Linked DNA regions of Zea mays: regions 2 and 3 are each linked to region 1. The links are chromatin contacts, called in public Hi-C maps. All regions are on one chromosome and are shown on one strand. Each heading gives the region's core, a stretch centred on a gene start, on an enhancer-like site or on the middle of the called end of the contact. The rest is flanking DNA. Distances are from core to core; before and after follow the strand shown.

Region 1 (4,174 bases), core at 182-2,681:
AAGCTCCTACTTCCAATCCTAACATCTATTGAGAATGAATGTAAATCAACTACTCCCTCCGTTTCTTTTTATTAGTCGCTGGATAGTGTAAAATTACACTATCCAGCGACTAATAAAAAGAAACGGAGGGAGTATTGATTTTTAGCCAGGTCTGAAATATCAAAGCATGCATTTATCGATGGTGAAATCCCTAAAAGACAGGAATCTTGGTTCTGATTTCCAGTTCAAAACATTAATATCTACATCCAAACGTGGTGTAACAGTCATTTATTAGTAGTGGTTCATATAATCGAAACTAAACAACGAATTATTTATTCCTAACCGGACAGTAAAGGTTAGAAATCCAGTATTCTAACCGATTCTAATTGATACTAAGGCCCTGTTTGTTTCGGATTATATAATCTCTTTAGATTATATAATTCAGCGCAAATAATCCAGTAGTCAAACAAACATCTAGATTATAGGTTCAGATTATATAATCTAAAGCTCAGATTATGATAATCTCATAATCTCCTCAAGAGTAGCTTATTTAAGATTATTTTGGCAAAAGACCCACTATCCATGGTTATATAAATAGAAATTACAATATATGTCATCATTCTTTCCTCACCTCAAATAAACAAACAAATGTACTGTTGTCTTTATGAATAATCTATATTTGTATAATCTAGACTACCAAACAACTATATATATATTATATTATGTCTAGATTATAATCTAGATTATATAATTTAGATTATAATCCAGATTATATAATCTATAAGCTGAAACAAACAGGCCCTAAACATCCTTTGTGCTGAAGTTCGGTTTCTCTAGCAAACAAGCTGGTGTTGTTATTCTAGTCGTCAACTATATTTTGAGTTTGAGCGGTCGCAAAGCACATCTCTAATATTCTAACAAATGATTATTATGAACATTAACTTAACAATTATGGACTGCAAAGGCTTCACTGCATAATCCATACGCACGTACAAAAAAAATTGTGCGTAGGCATGCACTGCCGCACTGGTTGAGTCATAAATACTTAATTGAGTTGGTCTGCGCGACGACACAACAACTTGGTCGCTGTCTCGCTAATGGCACACAAGTGAGAAGTGACTGCCGCACGATCTCCAGACCATTATTTTGCACATTCCCCGAGACGTGCATGGCTCAAACTCCGGTAGAGTGAGGCTCCCTTCCGCGGTGCCGCCCGACGGCCCTCGCGCGCGTCGTCGTCCTTCCCGACGTGCCTGGCACCACGACCTACGTAGTACCGTACATGCGTGCGTGCACTACCATGTCGTCGGTCGACGGCGAGCTCGATCCAACGAACTCGCGCACGGCGCATCTTATAAAACTTGTCCTCGCCGCTCGCCGGGCTCACCAGCCACTGCCAACGTCCAACGACGACGACAGCAGCGGCAGCATTACCTCGAGGTCCAGCCAGCATGCCGCGGTTGATGAAGACGTCGACCAAGACGCCGGCCACCTTGGCTGTAGCCGCGTCGTTCCTCCTCCTCCTCGCCACGGCGGCGGGAGGCGCCTCAACGCCGGCACCGTTCGACTACGCCGGCGCGTTCGACAAGTGCCTGCAGTTCTTCGAGGCGCAGCGGTCCGGGAAGCTCCCCGCCGACCGCCGCGTGCACTGGCGCGGCGACTCCGCCCTCACCGACGGCTTCTCCCAGGGGGTACGCACACGTACTTCCAGTCCGATCCGACATCCGTTCTCTCTGGTCAGCACCGGCAGAACGCCAGCCGTGATTCGTCCATCGGAGCTGATGACGACGCCAACGACGTCCCGTTGCTGCGTTGCGTTGCATGCGTGCAGGTGGACTTGGTGGGCGGGTACTACGACTCGGGCGACCACGTCAAGTTCGGGTTCCCCATGGCGTACGCGGTGACGATGCTCGCGTGGGGGGTGCTCGAGTTCGAGAAGGAGATGGTGGCCGCCAACAACCACCAGCGCGCGCTCGATGCCATCCGCTGGGGCACCAACTACTTCGTCAAGGCCCACACCGAGCCCAACAGCCTCTGGGTCCAGGTACGCGTCACATACAGGCCCAGCGGAGATTCCCGGCCCAGCTTCTGCCCTGCCTCCAGAGCTCAAACGGTGCTGATCATGATCTGCTGCAGGTGGGCGACGGGGACAGCGACCACCTGTGCTGGGAGCGCGCCGAGGACATGTCCACGCCGCGGACGGCGTTCAAGATCAACATGACCCACCCGGGGTCCGAGGTCGCCGGCGAGACTGCCGCCGCGCTGGCCGCCGCGTCCAAGGCCTTCCGCCCGTACGACTCCATGTACGCCGACCTCCTGCTGCTGCACGCAAAGCAGGTACAGTAGTGCATTGTGTATATGTGTTGTGAATTGTGATGCGATTCAGAGTACGGTATGGTTCAGTTCGTTCTACTAAAATCTTCGTTGGTGACACGGACAGCTCTTCACGTTCGCCGACACGTTCAGAGGCAGGTACGATGACTCCCTGCAGAGCACCAAGAAGTTCTACCCTTCCGGTTCTGGCTACCAGGTAGGATTAAGAGCAGTAACAAACAATGCGCGCGATCGAACAATTACTTTCTTTCTTCTGAATCGAACAATTAGCTCGGGGCTGATTCTGATAGCCATTTCACGATGAATGAATTGCTCAGGACGAGCTGCTCTGGGCGGCCGCGTGGCTGCACGAGGCCACCGGCGACGAGGAGTACCTGCAGTACGTGTCCCGGAACGCCGAGGAGTTCGGCGGGATCGGCTGGTCCGTGCTCGAGTTCTCCTGGGACAACAAGTACGCCGGCCTGCAGGTGCTCCTCTCCAAGGCGCTCCTCGCCGGCGGCGGCGGCGAGCACGCCGACACGCTGAGGCAGTACCAGGCGAAGGCGGAGTTCTTCCTGTGCGCCTGCCTGCAGAAGAACGGCGGGCACAACATGAAGCTCACCCCGGGCGGGCTCCTGCACACGGACGAGTGGAACAACATGCAGTACGTCAGCTCCGCCACCTTCCTCCTGGCCGTCTACGCCGACTACCTCGCGGCGTCGCGCGGCGCGCTCAGGTGCCCCGACGGCGAGGTGGCGCCCGGCGAGATGGTCCGGTTCGCCAGGTCCCAGGCGGACTACGTCCTGGGGAAGAACCCCAGGGGCATGAGCTACATGGTCGGCTACGGCAGCTACTTCCCGACGCACGTGCACCACCGCGGCGCCTCCATCCCGTCCGTCTACGCCATGGACTCCAGGGTCGGGTGCATGGACGGCTTCGACAGGTACTACAACAGCAAGGGCGCCGACCCCAACGTCCTCCACGGCGCCGTCGTCGGCGGGCCCGACGCGGCCGACGGCTTCGTCGACGACCGTTGCAACTACCAGCAGGCCGAGCCCACCCTCGCAGGGAACGCGCCGATCTGCGGCGTCTTCGCTCGCCTCGCCTCCGAGCCGGCCGACGCCTCCGGTAAACAACATCACCATCGAACACGTTCTTGTCGCACCGATCTATCGTACGTCCGGTCGTCACTGAACAATGGATGATGCCACCGTGATTGCAGATAACAGTAACAGGCCGGCGCCTTCTTCTCACTCGCCGCCATCAAAGGGTAAGAACTGAAGTTCCATTGCAGCTGCAATCGTACCAGGACGATGCAGGTTGATTCGAGGAGCTGACGATGACATGGACTCTCCGTTTCTCTTCACCTCCGTGCAGGGTCTCCTCTGGAGTTCGTGCACACGGTGAGCAACTCGTGGACGACGAATGGGGTGGAGTACTACCGGCACGTGGTGACGGCGAAGAACACGTGCGGGCACCCCATCACGTACCTGAAGCTGCACGTCAAGGGGCTGTCGGGCCCCATCTACGGCGTGTCGGCCGCCAAGGAGAAGGACACGTACGAGCTCCCCACGTGGCTCACCAGCCTCGCGGCCGGCGAGCAGTTCACCATCGTGTACATCCAGGGCGGCCCCGCAGCCAGGTTCTCCGTGGCCAGCTACAAGACTGCTTGAGGCTGCATGCTCGCCGGCCCGGCCCCCCGGTGGTTTTTTGTTTGCGTCCATCCCCCATTTTTTTTCTTTGTACGGTCTGGTTTCTGCTCGCTGCAATTCTACTACTACATCATTATTTCTTTTTTTTTTTCGTTCATGTGTGTCTGAATCTTTCCACGAGATTGGAGACGATTAGGTATAACATCGCGAGGAGCATTCAGTTCTATGTA
Region 2 (4,693 bases), core at 725-3,224, 140 kb after region 1:
TGGTGCAGACCTTCCTGGAAGCCAGTGGCAGAGGCTACTGGGAGACAACGGAGGAGAACCTGGACAGGCTCAGGGAGCTCTATTCGGAGGTTGAAGACAAGATTGAGGGGATTGACAGGTAAATTGATTTGCCAGATCGGTCGGCCGATCGGTTCCAGCATTCAACCCATAACGAGCTTGGAACTCTTCTGCCTCATTGGGACTCTTGTACAATGTCTGGGTGTGTGATTTATATATATAAAAAGTTGTAACATGTAATACTGGAGGATACAATCTTTAACAAAGAGGGTGGCGGTTGTTCCATTCACAGAGACTGAGTTACAAAGATGCAGTATATATGAGCCTCATTTTCTGCCTTTGAAACATTTCTTATTCTTTCAGTTTACGTGCTTCATCACTCGTACTGTTGTGCATTTGCTTTTGTTGGCTTCTCAAGTTCCCATCCAGGACATGTATAATACGTGTCTTCGAGTGTGTCTAATATAATGAATGTAAGTGTCTTAACTCTATGCTCGAGACGAACAACTAGATAATTGGTCAACTTAATTTATTACTAGTAGGGTGCCCGTGCGTTGCTACGGCAACTTAAAATTGATACAAAACAATGACGCAATATAATTACAATATTTGATTGATGATTTTGTAGCTAACAAACAACGCCACCATCAGAAAGGACACATCAATGAACAGACCAAAATCCACCTTTAGCTAAGAAATTTACTTGTGAGAAACCCCTAGCTGCAAATTCCAATTCAGCATAACTAAAGCAGTGAGGATGCTTTCAGAAATTCAGCTTGGAAAACTTTTCCAATAAAACATATGCTTGCATTACGAGTTTTTTGTGAAAGTTTTCCAAGTGATCTTGAGGATGTTAATCCCTATACAACAACAATATTGCACTGAAGCTTCTCCCCCACAATGCTTCTCCTCATGCTTCAAATCCTTGAGCAGCAACAACATACAATTTAATAAGCAAAAATAACAATTAGATAATGCAGGATGTATTAAAGAAACTACTGATTTAGTAGTTGACCATTACTTGTCTAACACAACCCAGCTTGCATGTGATTTCTTGCACTCAACAGCTACAACATCAGGAGAGCCGAAAACAAGATTATACCTCACATTAATCTATAGAAACAACAAATTAAGCACACAAGCATACAACAACAATAATAAGATGTAAACGGGCATTAGCCCCAGCTCAAATGTCTATATCATACACATCAATTTTCGTAACTCTAATAAATCACATTTCTGATCCAACATAGACTTATGGCCACATGTACAGTCTCCAACGAACAGCATAAAGCCCCAAAACTTTTTGTCTGAAATAGAGAAGTGTTCATATACTTTCAGTTTTTAGGCAACTACTGCAAAACCATAGAAACATTAACAACTATAGGCAATAAAAACCATGGATTTAGGCGATCATTGTAACTAAAGTGAAAATGATTAATGATACCAACAAACGTGCACATGAGCCAAAAACCAGAAATAATACCAAAGCTATGTGATAGGATGATGACAAGTATGATGCTACCGCCTCGCCCAGATGATGGGGTCTTGTGGCTGCCCTAACTGTGCCACCACCTTCTCTGCCACCACAGTTGCGGCGGCGGGCCCTTGTCAGCCACAGATTTCCCCTTCCTCTATAGCTGCTAGTGGTGGGAAGAGCCCACCATCATCTTCTTCAAGACAACCAGCAATGCCTACAAATCCAAAAGCTCTAAGTCAGAAGCCCAATTGCTGAAGCAAATAACTCAACAACCGAAGACCCAAGATCCATGAAGTAGCAAGAAAAAGCTACTACAACAAATTGGAAGTGATGCTCGCCTAATACAAACAACAGTACAACACAACCACGCCAGGGGTTTTAATGCCAACAGGGAGGGAAGTGCTTTAATGTTACTTGTAGGACCAGCATAAGATCCTGAGTTCAGAAACAAAATAAGAGGCTGGTAAGTAGCACCTGGACAAGGCACAAGGGTGGTGACAAAGCAGCACCCCTGTAGGTGAGGCACATCACGTTGGTGAACTCCCTTACACATGGTGTTTACAAACTCGTGTGTGGACTCCTTACCTACACTCCTAGTAGTATGAGAATGATGCTAAAGTATCCAACGGTACAAAACAACAAGAAGATGGATATTTCTCCTTCAGAAAAAATGAGCGGGGAGTGGCAGTGAACTCCCTTACACATGGATCAGGACCTCTATGACAAGTACATTGACATCAAAGGAATACCAGAGCTATCAGTCATCAACAGCAGCGTTAAGGGAATTGAGCTTGGATCGGTTGTGTCCATCTCTACAGGCTACAGCCATTGAGGTGTTGTCAGATGGAAATCTGGTCTTCAAAAAAATTGCCAATCACCTAAGCAAAGTGGCTTCGCCATTTGTTCGGAACACAACAACCATAGGTGGCAACATAATCATGGCGCAGAGGTTGCCATTCGAGTCAGACATAGCAACTGTGCTACTGGCTGCAGGTACAACAGTCACAATCCAGACGGCTTCCAAAAGGTTGTGCCTTACTTTGGAGGAGTTCTTGCAGCAGTCTCCATGTGATTCTAGGACCCTGCTGATGAGCATATTCATCCCAAAGTGGGATTCAGATGGCATCACCTTTGAGACATTCCGGGCAGCGCCTCGGCCATTTGGCAATGCTGCTTCATATGTCAATGCTGCTCTCTTGGCAAGGACTTCAACTGATGCAGCTTCAGGGAAGAACATCATGGAGGATATATGCTTGGTGTTCGGTGCTTATGGAGCTGACCATGCCATCAGAGCTAGCAAGGTAGAGGATTTTCTAAAGGGTAAATCACTGAGCTCTTCTGTTATACTTAAAGCAGTTCAGTTGCTTAAAGAGACGGTTTCACCACCAGAAGGCACAACACATCCTGAGTATAGGGTCAGCTTGGCTGTCAGCTTCTTGTTCACCTTCTTATCCTCACTACAGGAAACTGGTTAAAGAACGTGGGTGAAAAACCGTCGAACTTAATGTAATAAGCCGTCGAACTTACCGTAAGAACGTGGGTTTACCGACGAATATAGCCGACGGCGATTTTTGGACGAACTTAGAGAAGTAAGTTCGACGGCCCCGTCGAACTTAACATTAAGAACGTGGGTACCGTCGAACTTAACATTAAGAACGTGGGTACCGTCGAACTTAACATTAAGAACGTGCGTTTTTAAGTTCGACGGGGGCCGTCGAATTTGTTCCCATAAGTTCGACGGTACCCACGTTCTTATTGTTAAGTTCGACGGGGCCACGTGGCCGTCGAACTTATTTGGCCTCCGTGGGTCTGCGTGGGCTGCGCATTAAGTTCGACGGTACCCACGAACTTAACGTTAAGAACGTGGGTACCCACGTTCTTAACCCTTTTCCAGAAAAAAATAAAAATTACAGAAATGAAAAATTAGACAAACATAATATCACATGCAACATAGAATATCACATACAATACAGATTTCAAACACATGGATATATGTTCATATCACAAATTCACAGTCCAAATACATAAGTTCACAAGAATTGGAGATTGTACCAGTAGTAATACAACACACAGAAATTGAAGATGCATGGGTCCATCAATCCCTCAAGACTCTGTTCCTAGCTAGACAGTATCCACCTATCACTAAGAGAAACATGTCAACAATGGACACTCTAGCTCTAGGTGATGTCTGACTTCCAAAGACGACGTCCTTCATTCACTCCAGAGCTCGCCTGTTTTGATGCTCCAGATGCGAGCTGTGCAGTCCTCCCCACCTGGCAACAAATGAACATGTTTTCTGAAATGAGGATTTCATGCCCTTCCTTGAAATAATCTTGCTAACTTCACATATATGAACCAACTAGCACACAGACAATTCTGTAAATCAAAACTCAACCTATACAATTTGTAATTCAATGTTAATCTATACTCCTTGGTGCGGCATTTAGGCTATCAAGTAAGAACGCAAACAAACTACTGTATAAGTTTTTACTGGTCAATAACCACTTCAAAGAGCATCCCCTAGCGCTAAATGCTAAAAGAAAAGAACATTCATTTATTTGCATATAGCCAAATACACAGCTAAAATGAACATTTATTTATTTGGTCTTCAACCCTAGCAATTTTTACATATTTTTGTGAAGAAAAAAGCTTACCACCAAACACGAGCAGCACTGAACAGCCCCTTTCCATCATAAACTACTATCACGTCTTTGTTGTAGATGCCAAGAGCAGATACAACAGCTGAAAATGCCTTTTCAGATGGCAGCATGTGTGGTAACTGAACAAGGAAAAAATATATAACCAATGGATGTCAAATTTAATTGCAGATTCTTACCAAAGAGAGAAAAAGCAACTAGTTATATCAGACAGTATTAGTATCATCAACAAGCATGATTAGTGTATGAGAATAACTGTTTGTACACTATTTCATGAGAATGCTAAATTTGACCTAGGTATGAGAAGATCTAAAGGTATTTTGGTGACCAGATTAGTGTTGTGTCAAAAAATAATATTACAACTGAAAGTGCGTAAAGAAAACACTTCCTGAACTGGAGGAAGCATCCAACAAAACATGATAAAACCTGGCTAATGGATGCTATAATCGAGCACTATCAAGATACTTGTAAGTTATAACCAATATAGATGAAATATTATGATATTACCTTCTTGCTCAAACCGTTTACAGAGCTCATC
Region 3 (4,656 bases), core at 2,094-4,593, 180 kb after region 1:
CATGAAAGGGGCCGGGAAATAGCTGCCGGCAGCGGCAGCGGTACGATACGATCGATCGAGCGGGCCAATTCACGGCGGCGCCCGATCGGAAAGCGGATTTCTGTTGGATCTGAATGAAGCCGATCCATCCATCGGCCGGCCAGCCAGAGGGGGACGGCGTCGGCATGCATGCATGTGGCGTTCGTGAATCTTTGAGCTGTAAAGATGCGCGCGCGGGCCTCTCCCTATCTGCAGATGAGAGTCTCGTCGTCGGCTCTCGCCCTGGACAGTGCAAGTGCAGGCTGTGCAACTTTCGCTACGGATGTAGACTGTAGTAGCAGCAGCGACGCGGCGAATCTGAGCGCTAAAATACCAAGATTCGTCGGCGTAGGAGCAGTATACAGTTTGCGCCACGCCACTGCCGGCGAATGAACGCCGCGGCGCGGCGCGGACGGGCAGCAGAGGGCGCCTACACTTCAACGAATCACCTGGATTTTCTTGCCTGGTGGATGGATCTCTTGCCTCGATCGCTCTCTCAGGTCGTCGATCTGTCAGGTCATGTGTGTTCGTCGCGTCAGGATCAGGACGGGTGGAGGCGACAACGGGGGCAAATGAATGACGGCCAATCAGTCTCGCTTGCGATGCAAGGAAACCATGTGCCGGACGGACACGTACCTAATAATACGTGCCCAGCAGCTGTCCGATCCATCGATCGATCATCTCGTCTCCTTCTTCCATTCGCCATGCAATCCATACCACGGAACGGACACGTGCATGATTAATCGACTAATAATTTACATCAAGTGAACGTTACAACGTTTCCGATCGTATATATACATGTCAGTGAATTAACATCAAAGAGGTATGGCGGGACACATTTTTTTTCTCTCCAACATCCTAGCATCACTCTCGAAGCCACTACTGTCAGATTTAATCATGATGATCATTTCTTCTGCAACAACCAGCTGTGGATGAAGCTGCTGCCATCTTCAAGCTCTGCTGAGTTGGAAAGGGCAGTGATGGTGATGCAGAATTTCAGGTGCTGCAGTCTGTTGCAAGACCATCAGCACCTTATTATTGTCTGCAGGCAATGAATGCGCAGGCCACACCGTATTTCAGCATCTGCCAAAATTGCTCTACCTAATCAATGCGAGTGGCGTCCTCATGAACAACTAATCCTTCCTCCAGATCGAACACGGGTTGTCATGAGTGCTGCATCCTAAAACGGCTTCAGTTATTCAGACAAATCTGCCGGTGGTCAACTGAGTGAGGTTCACAAATCACAATTTCCGAGTAACAGAACAGAACTGTCTCGACTCGAAACGGCGTCTTAATCGAGAGTATAGCACTGAAACCGACATGTAATGTAAACGAAACTGTCTGTTACACCATGACTGATTTATAAGAAGGAACATAAAAAAAACAGAGGATTTTGACTGATCTATTGATCCATACCTCTCTAAAGAAGTTTCGACCCTGAATCATCCTGCAACTTGGCAGCGTTGGAGTACCGCAGTCGCAACACAGCTCTGGAGACTGGATACGGGCACCCGAAAAACCGAACGATGTTCTGCAAACCCCTCTCTCCATGCTGCAAGGCATTCGGTGGTGAGCTCAGACGGCTGAGGTACGTGTTCCCTTCGTAGATATAGCTCAGCTGCTGGCACAGCAACACAGCTATACCAGCATTCACTGACGAGCTAGCAAACGCCAGATACACCAGGACTAGACCCCTGGCTGACAAGAAGAAGGCGGAGCCTGCAACCGTAGTGATCATCTCCAGCACCGTTTTCCAAGAACTCATCGAGTGACGAGATGATGATGCTAGGTCTGGGAATTCAATGGAGGGCCATATCTGGTAGCTCGCGTATATGGTCATCCCAGCGACATAAGAGCAACTGATAACCACAGAAATGAGAAAAACCACAAACACTTGATGGTTTGATGCTCCCACGCAGTTGCCAATCTGCACTTGAACAGAAAGAGGACGGGATGAATAAACAAGTCGACTAACAATGAACAACAACAAACATACAAACAAAAAGAAAATAGTGCAGCGATCATACTTACAAATGGGCAATGATGATCCATGTCCACCACGCACATTTTACACGACCGGCAGTGATGTGCTCTGGGGGGCTTTGGTTTGCTACAGTATGTACAAAAGGTATAGTTCTCAAGATCCCCTTTCCCAACCACGGGATAGCTGCCCCACCTTATGTCTGTTGGTGCGCCTGCACATTTCAAAGAGGCCAAGCAATAGCTTGTGACGGTACATACAGCCAACACAGCTGCTACCGTGCAGTGAAATACGCCACAGAACTTGCTGACTGAGAAAACAACAGGATATACCGCCCAGACCCCACCACCTGTGTCAAACAAAATAACAGGATCGATAAACAAATGACCAAGAAACTGTATGACAAACGAATAACCGTGACAAGTTATGAACTCATGGCGATGGCAAGAGATGGCCGGGGGGAGCGTACATATAACGAAGAGCATGAAGAGGACGAGCACAGCCACGAAGAGCCTGTCCCGTAGGCGCCTCCAGTGGGAAAACCATATACTATCAGGTTTCCTTGCAGTCTGGTTGTTGCTCTGCGTGACGGCTCCACACCACCCACACTTGTAGATAGGTGAGTAGCTCGCAAAGACAAGCCGAAGCCCACAGCCCCAACATGTTGCTTCATGATCTTCCGGTATGGACGTGACAGATTGCTCCACCTGAAAATAATAAAAGGAGGTTGACAATTAACTCAATGCTGCAGATGATACTACGGTCATGCACCAATAAGGAATGTCATACTCCCAGTCCCAGATGAGCTGAGCACAAGCATCGGATCGGATCTATCTATACTAAACTTGACCATAACTTCCAACCAAGTCAGGTAACCACATCAGGGAACAGACACACTAAACTGGCACTGCTATCCGAGACTGCCAAATCTCGATCACAAAGCACGGGGCTCCTAGCCGTCGCCCCAATCCAGTCGGCGGTCGTCTCCTTCACCGCCGAGTTCGAAATGGTTCGCGCAGGGCGCGGGGACGGGGAAAATTGGATTTTGGGGGGGACAGCGAGGGAGACACACGCTTGGATTCAAACAAAGGGACAAACCTCCGGCAGCGGGCGCTGCTCCCGCTCCGCCTCCGCCATCGCGCCCGCCGGCCACCGCGTAGATCCACGGGTGAGGCCGCGAGTGGGTGGAGTAGAGAGCAAGAGGCCCCCCCGCCGCCCGCCCCCGGATCGGCGCGGTGGTGGGAGACTTCGCGGGTGGATGGGGGGTTGCAGACTAGCAGCCTGGAGCCGGGGCGGACAAGAATGTTTTTTTTTCTTCCTGCGAATAGGTTTCAACGACCAGTCGACCACGAGGGTTGGGGCTGGGCGGGCACCACGAAGCGGACGCGAATTTGTGCGACCCAGGCCCAGGGCGGCGGCCGGCGGCACAGCTGAACGGGTTGGAGGAGAGATCCGGGAGTCGGCGGACACGTCGCTGCTCTAGTTGGTGATTGGTCCAAGAGTGGTTGATGCCGACTTGGTTATCTATACTCGAATTTTCATGCGTTTTGTCGATGGTTTGCTGGACATGCATCTATGCAGTTTTCCCACTCTATATTTTTATTTTCTTCGCTTGTTTTTCTCTTTTTGTTTTGTCACATTAACCAATATTATTTTATTCTTCTGTTGTTTTTCTCTTCTTTATTTTGTTAAATTAACATGTCCACCTTTAATTTTTTTCGTTTGAGGGTTGGGGACCTAATTGGCACCAAAACTAAAGCCTGCACAACAGCATTAACATACTATAACACATGAACTTAGACCACTCATTGTAGCAGATTGCACGCTATCCAGAAGGGGCCCGGTTAAAAACGTATCCCGACAGAGAAACCAATCGAGGAAGAGTTTAGGGTGTTAAGCGAAATTTGGTTTGGTTTGGTTCTCCAAGCGTCCTTCGCCAGCGCGAGTGGAGACACGGGTGGACGTTCGGTTGCTTCTTTCGGTTAGACCATTGACAAATGACAATATCTTTTGTTCTCTACTCCTGTAAAGTATCAATTTTTTCAGTTTCCATCGTCGTCACTTTAAAAAAATCATTTATACCTTTTCTAATTTACCTAAGCCATCACCTCCTAGTTGGAGCGTGAAAAAACACCAAAGCTCAACATGACACGAAACTGCATGGAGCACAATCCTTCCGGATACTACAACTAGCTAGATGAGAACAAATAAGATCAAGCGTAATATCAGCATTTGGTTTATTTGGTATGTGGAGCATATGCAGTGGCGGACGCAGAACAAAATTTTAGGTGGGACGACACCATAAAAGGCAAACCATGATACTAGACGACTAGATAAAAATAGCTTCATGATAATAACAAGATCAGATGACAATACTAGGAGCGTTCTAAAATAATATAAATATCAGAAAACCATGTTGGCCACCCTACAGAAAGACGGGTGAAGCGGTCACATCGACGCGTCATTGTGGTGAGTCTGCCTTGAGATATCGATGATGAGGCAGCAACATGCGAGGGCAAGCGGCTGTAGGCAGCGGCAAGCGACAACAATTGTTGCATTGCGACGACGTGGTGGGACCCTGGTGGCATAGTGAGGGCAGATGGTGGTGACACCATGGTGCCAAGGCAGGATCCCACCAATAGCTTGCCCACCGGTCG

Evidence for each region. Hi-C and Micro-C count contacts between places; a contact is called where the count stands out from the background.
Region 2: a contact with region 1 is called in a Hi-C map of root tip, with 5 times the contacts expected there. The contact joins the promoter of LOC118473532 here to the promoter of LOC103642193 in region 1. A contact is called at or near these places in 6 of 25 Hi-C or Micro-C datasets (bundle sheath, ear, leaf and 2 more) and 2 of 3 datasets of contacts at active chromatin or transcription factors (leaf and seedling).
Region 3: a Hi-C map of root tip shows a contact between it and region 1, with 4 times the contacts expected there. The contact joins the promoter of LOC103642188 here to the promoter of LOC103642193 in region 1. A contact is called at or near these places in 8 of 25 Hi-C or Micro-C datasets (bundle sheath, ear, endosperm and 3 more).

The regions. Positions count from the first base shown.
Region 1 is chr10:150,349,043-150,353,216 of Zm-B73-REFERENCE-NAM-5.0, reverse strand. LOC103642193 (endoglucanase 13) reads left to right here and starts at 1,431. Exons shown (of 7, transcript NM_001301506.1): 1 at 1,431-1,670; 2 at 1,811-2,023; 3 at 2,116-2,316; 4 at 2,420-2,509; 5 at 2,631-3,420; 6 at 3,515-3,562; 7 at 3,670-3,965. The coding sequence starts at 1,431. The coding sequence ends at 3,965.
Region 2 is chr10:150,206,611-150,211,303 of Zm-B73-REFERENCE-NAM-5.0, reverse strand. It overlaps LOC118473532 (indole-3-acetaldehyde oxidase-like), which reads left to right and starts at 1,974. Exons shown (of 1, transcript XM_035963275.1): 1 at 1,974-2,949. The coding sequence starts at 2,218. The coding sequence ends at 2,949. LOC100382191 reads left to right here. Exons shown (of 4, transcript NM_001361631.1): 4 at 1-306. The coding sequence ends at 122.
Region 3 is chr10:150,173,763-150,178,418 of Zm-B73-REFERENCE-NAM-5.0, reverse strand. LOC103642188 (protein S-acyltransferase 11-like) reads right to left here and starts at 3,343. Exons shown (of 5, transcript NM_001301502.1): 1 at 3,098-3,343; 2 at 2,469-2,706; 3 at 2,050-2,348; 4 at 1,435-1,945; 5 at 734-1,327. The coding sequence starts at 3,136. The coding sequence ends at 1,439.